Linked DNA regions of Mus musculus: region 1 is linked to region 2. The links are chromatin contacts, called in public HiChIP or PLAC-seq maps. All regions are on one chromosome and are shown on one strand. The core of a region is the stretch at or near the end of the contact, and the rest is flanking DNA. Distances in the headings are between cores, read along the strand shown.

Region 1 (2,775 bases), core at 31-2,530, 240 kb after region 2:
GCCTAGCTCTAGCCTCATACCCTCCACATCAAGTCTAGTACAGGAGACGGAACACTCTGGGATCCCAAAGACAGTGCAATCCCCATCGTAGAGAATACAGAAGAGAATCAGTTTAGAGGCAGAATACAGTTAGTAGTTAAGGGTTTGAGCTTAAGATGTCTGCGGGATAGCCCAGTGGAGGAGACCAGTAGACAAAGATCAATCGGGTTCTCGGAAAGTCTGAAACAGAGCTACACACTGGAAACATAAAGACGTGAAATGAGTAACTGAAATCACGGCAGTGAACGAGCCTGCCTAGGACTTAGGATTCTAACAGTCAAGAGTCAGCTGGAGCCGGAGGCTGAGGAAATGAACGACTTCACTCAAGGCTTGTGTAAAAGGTGAATACTAATATTTAAGGGACTAACACACAAGGGAAGGCACACAAATAGATGCCAAAGGGGGAGAGTGTTTCGAAAAGTTGGTTCTCAAACTGGAACAGAATGTGCTGGTGACAATTTTACAAAAAAATACAGAGACACATCATTACCTTTGTTCCAGAACATTCTTAATTCTACCAGAAGCGCTCCAGTAAATGGTTTCAACATCGTAAAAAGGGATTTTAGGGCACCTCTAAATTTTTGTCAAAATTCAGACACGATGTTCGCCCACATCTGGACACTTAGGGCTCAATTACTAATCTTCCTTTTCTGGGCCTGCTCAGACCTCACCGCTCACCCTTTGGAGCCTGTAGCACCTGTGCTCTGCCTCCTCTAGGACTCCTGTCTACGCGTAATTCATTTAGCAATTAATTTTGCATGGCTCTAGGATGACACTCCACTGCGGGCTTCAGCTCTTACTGAAACTCCCATTAATCAATTTTTAAATGCGTCTGGTCTCCTTAGAACGCCTGTGAGCGCGCGGAGTTTTTGTGAAAGTTGTCACCGAACCCATCTTAAAAAGGCTTAAGCATCTCCCCCATCCCAATCCCCTCGGGAACGGACCTCAAGGGTCCGATTGGTACCAGGAGGTTCTAGATCTTTGTTATTTATTTCAGAGCCTGGGCTGAGGACGACCTGACAGAAGTGGTAGCATCCGACCCTAGGGCAGGGCCAGTGGACCGCTCCTGTCCCGCTCTGCCCCACAAACGGATCAATAGACCGGACCCCTCACCTTCCTGGAGCCTCGGGTCCCGCCCGGCCCGTACACCCAGCGCTCCAGCTCCTCCACTCGAGACTGTAGCCGCTGCACATCGGTCAGAGCCGCCATCGTTTCTGCAGCCTGGCCGCAGCAACCCGGAACAGCCTGAGGGTGGGACGTCCGCCTAAATAAGAAGACTGGCCAATCCGAGAGCACCGTCACGCCTTGTAGGAAGTGACGTCACTGTTTAGGCTTTGGATGTCGGAAATAACCGATGTCAAAGCAATCTGGTTACCTAGGTAACGTTCTGGGTCCTAGTTCTACCCTGGTTTCCAGGACTTGGTTGTCAAGACTTTTAGTGCTCTAAATCCAAGATTCGAAGAGATTTCCTCCCCTCCCCCATTCCCTGAGAGTTAGCGTATAAATATACCTATTATTCCAAGATAGGTTTATACCCATAGATCAGTAGGCAGCTTCTTGGGAGAGACACCATACATTTTTGGAATCTTTTAAAGATCAAGTGATTTGTACGTAAGCCTCTTGTTGTCAGGACGTACACCCAAACAGTCTGATTTGTGACCGCGCTCTGTGTGGTGGTGCTAGGAGAGAAAGGAGAGACAGAAGGATGACTGTAAGTTTGAGGCCAGCCTGCTCTACACAGTGAGTTCAAGACCAGTCAGGGAACAATGTAGAGAAAGCTTGCTTCCCTTCAAAAAAAAGTGCTCTTCTATTCTCTCAGAGCTTTGTTCTTCTGCTTCCACTTGGACAGCTCAATGTAGTCTGTGGATCCCCCACCTCCCAGACCCAAGCAAGAAGAGGAGGCACAGGAGACACGGGAAGTACAATTTTATTTTCCAGATGCAACCCAAGGGACATCTTCACATTCAAATCCAATCCTTCACCTGCTTCCTGAAAAGGAGCAGAATTGACTCAAAGAGGTGGGGTACCAAAGGTGACACTGACATAGGGGTTACATGACGGAGTGATAGGGGTTCTCGGGGGAAAGCTCTTTGGTAGATGCTGCTGAAATTAGCTAGGGAGACAGTGTCTGCCTTTTACGGTGAGGTAGATGGAACGTAATATAAATCCCTTTGGTGTGGAGGTGGCATGCTGACATCAACCAGGACTGGATCCCAGAGTGGGCGTCACATCCTGAAAGAATCAAGGTAGGAGGGTGCCTTCTCCCCCCCTAAGCAATGATATTGGGACTCTTGGTTCTCAGTAGCTGCTTTCAGGGCAAGGTACTGGAAGGGGGCCCTGTAGAGGGTAGAGGTGGAGGATTGGTTGGACCCAAGGAAGCTGGCACAGGTTGGCGTCGAGCAAAGAGGATACCTGATAAAGGGTATAAGAGATGTAAAATTAAAAAATAAACGAGAGAATGTGGGACTCCCACAAAGCACGGACAAGTCCCTCTGACCAGTGAGAAGCTCCTATGCCGTTGTGGGTAGCTTGAAGTAGGTGCGCAATAAATACTCACAGATCTGTGACAAAGCAGACATCCCATGGCAACCATGCTGCATAGACCATGCTGGGACCCCATGCCTTGTAGACAAACTCTTGAATCCATTTTAATGTAACAATCCTCTAAACCCCCAAGCAAGTTCAGATACTCCTGAACGTCATGCTCATAGAGAAAATCTAAAATCCCCCATGCCA
Region 2 (2,700 bases), core at 85-2,584:
TGGCAGAAGTGAAAGACTACAATGTAGAGATCCGCCTCTCCCAGGAGCATCAAGCCTACCGCTGGCTGGGGCTGGAGGAGGCCTGCCAGTTGGCTCAGTTCAAGGAGATGAAGGCAACACTCCAAGAAGGACACCAGTTTCTCTGCTCCACACCGGCCTGAGCTGACCAGAACAAATGCTTCCATTGCATCCTTAAGGGTTTTTCAAGATAAACCCACCCTTCCATCCAGGGAAGGATGCACGGGTCATGGCTTGTTAACAACCAAGAGCAGATAGGTTAGTGAAATTAAAATTAACTCGGCACTCTCAGGTGACAGCAAGGAAGCCCTGGATTCAATCCCTAGCATAGAAAATAATGACTTTAAAAAGTAAAGCAAGGATTTTACTTTAAAATAATTACTTTCAAAGCAAGAATTTTAGCTAAGTTAAAAAACAAAGGAGGGGTACGGTTTTTTAAATGACAGCCCCGAAGTATGTCTTTTGTCATTTATAAATAAACTGGAAGCAACGTACATGCCCTTTCAACCTGTGATGCTTTCTTGGACTCACGCCATTGGTTGAGGAAAAGAAAATTGAAATGAGTCAGAGCTTTAGATGTAACCAAAGGGAATCCTTAGACCACTTGGCCATTCCGAGTGTGTAAACTATAGGAAACTGTATGTCCAAATACTATACCCCAAAAAGCTAAGGGCTCGGGCACGAGACTGGAAGAAACCCAGCACATGGAGGGTAACCCCTCTGCTTCTGCAACTCTGTGCATCTCCTCCCCCGCATACAGACCCGTAGAGTTGGAATCTCCAAGCCATAGAACTGGAGTGCAGGAATTGAGCGTTTTATTCAGATCTCTCTCCAGCACCCTTTTATAGGGGCCTGGGGAGTGTTTCAGATCCAACCCTTAGCACTGCACCCTCACCTTTTATCCTGGGCTGTCTCCCGGTCAGCATGATTGAAGTAGAGAATAGGCATGCCCATGTTCACGGGCTCTGCCTAGGTTATGTCATTACACCTATACCCAGAACGACTCTCCCCGGGCTCAGCAGACTTTGCATTGCTGTTCCTTCCTAACCCCCACCTACTGGCTTTCCCCGCAGCACCGCTGTAAGACCCCGAGGTGCAAGAATCTGGTCTCAGCCTTCTGTTGTTTTGCTACTCGGGCTCAAGGAACGCTGAGGCAGGCGTTAGATCTTAGAGCCCTTCCAGAAGCCGCTAGCAGCCAGGTTCATGTGGATTTTATTAGAGGGCTGTTGCCCAACGAAGTGCAGAAGATTGGAGGGGAAGGGGCATTGGCAAAGGTCAGCCTGGATTACAGAGTCAAGAGCAGCCACCCCAAAGGGAGACCAGTCACCCGGTCTTAAGCAGGCTTCCAGATGTTTCCAGTCACTGATCCTCCGTAGACTGGGCAGTGCTCGTGAACAGATCTTGGAGCACAGCCAGGGACCTAAATGGTTTGTTCCTCACCCCTTTGAGCAGCGCTCTCCAGAGGAGGCCTGCTGCAGGAAGTTTTTGGAGCTTAATGTTCCCTTCCAGGCCAGCAGGGACCACATCCCACTGATTTAATAAATGCCTGCTGGGCAGTAGTGCCAAACCACAGGCAGGCTGCCTCCTAACAAGGACTGGCCGGCCAGTCAGCCCTGTGCGCTTAGAACGGGAGGCTGGGATCTGAAAAGTGTAAAACCTCACACATCAAAGTTGCAAGGGACTGAAAATGACCTGATTTTGCTGTTCGCTTTTTATTGCATGGGAGAATTTATGATGGGTGACACGGGTGTCATACGCCTGTTGAGGCTCAGCACTTTAGAGGCTGAGGCAGGAGCATTGCTGAGAGTGCAAGACCAGTCTGAGCTACAAGGAACAAAAATGGTTGGTGAGATGGCTCGGCAGTTAAAAGCACTGTCTACTCTTCCAGCATTGCTGAGTTCAATTCCCAGCAACCACATGGTGGCTCACAACCATCTGTAATGGGATCCGATGCCCTCTTCTGGTGTGTCTGAAGACAGCTACAGTGTACTCGTAAATAAATCTTAAAAAATAAATAAATAAACAAAAGTCACTGCCTGCTTTTCCAGAGGACATAGGTTTGAGTCCCAGCACCTACATGGTGGCTCACAACCAACTGCAATTCCAGTTCCAAAGGACTGGATGCTCTCTTCTGGACATGGCACACAGACATCCATATAGGAAAATGCCCATACACATAAAATTATTTTGTTTTGAGACATGATTTCTCTGTGTAACCCTGGCTGTCCTGGTACTCACTCTGTAGACTGGGTTGGCCTTGAATTTACAGAGATCTGCCTGTGCCTCTGCCTCCCAAGAGCTTGGATTAAAGGTACGGGATCACCATTGCCCGGCAATTTGTTTAATTTTTAAGGAAGGAAGGAAGGAAGGAAGGAAGGAAGGAAGAAGGAAACTAAAACAGTAGACACAGAGTAAGGAGGACGTGGAGAGGAGGAAGGACAGTCAGTGGCCCTTTGTCATTGAAGTTGTCTATATGTGGGAAGCTTTGAGCCTAAGGTGCCACAGGGAAACCCCTTTAGAATATCTTACATAGAGTGGCCGAGATGCCTCAGCGTTTCAAACGCTTGCTGTGCATGCCTAACAACTTGAGCTTGATCCCCAGATTCCAGGGGGAAGAAGAGAACCGATCCCTAAAACTGGTCCTCTGATGTCTGCACACATGCCGTGACATGCCCACGCCCA

What was found. HiChIP or PLAC-seq counts read pairs in DNA pulled down with a chosen protein or histone mark.
Region 1: an H3K4me3 HiChIP or PLAC-seq map of forebrain shows a contact between it and region 2, with 4 times the contacts expected there. The contact joins the promoter of Dctn3 here to the enhancer-like site in region 2. A contact is called at or near these places in 18 of 39 promoter capture datasets (the 3T3-L1 cell line, 3T3-L1-derived adipocytes, the C10 cell line and 11 more), 17 of 484 Hi-C or Micro-C datasets (CD4 T cells, the G1E-ER4 cell line, the N1E-115 cell line and 11 more), 24 of 115 datasets of contacts at active chromatin or transcription factors (the 230-238 cell line, the NIH/3T3 cell line, VIP interneurons and 15 more) and 3 of 9 other capture datasets (adipose tissue, liver and pancreatic islet).

What each region holds. Positions count from the first base shown.
Region 1 is chr4:41,721,883-41,724,657 of GRCm38.p6, forward strand. It overlaps Dctn3 (dynactin 3), which reads right to left and starts at 1,281. Exons shown (of 7, transcript NM_016890.4): 1 at 1,153-1,281. The coding sequence starts at 1,248. It overlaps Arid3c (AT rich interactive domain 3C (BRIGHT-like)), which reads right to left. Exons shown (of 8, transcript NM_001017362.2): 8 at 1,954-2,451. The coding sequence ends at 2,351.
Region 2 is chr4:41,480,402-41,483,101 of GRCm38.p6, forward strand. Nudt2 (nudix (nucleoside diphosphate linked moiety X)-type motif 2) reads left to right here. Exons shown (of 3, transcript NM_025539.2): 3 at 1-525. The coding sequence ends at 161. Among named protein-coding and RNA genes, the nearest start is that of Nudt2, 17 kb to the left of the region's middle. Within about 2 kb of position 1,335, at least 64 of the 459 cell types and tissues checked have an H3K27ac peak or open chromatin away from gene starts, as enhancers often do. A contact at or near this core is called in 3T3-L1-derived adipocytes, adipose tissue, cerebral cortex and 4 more, where this site is marked.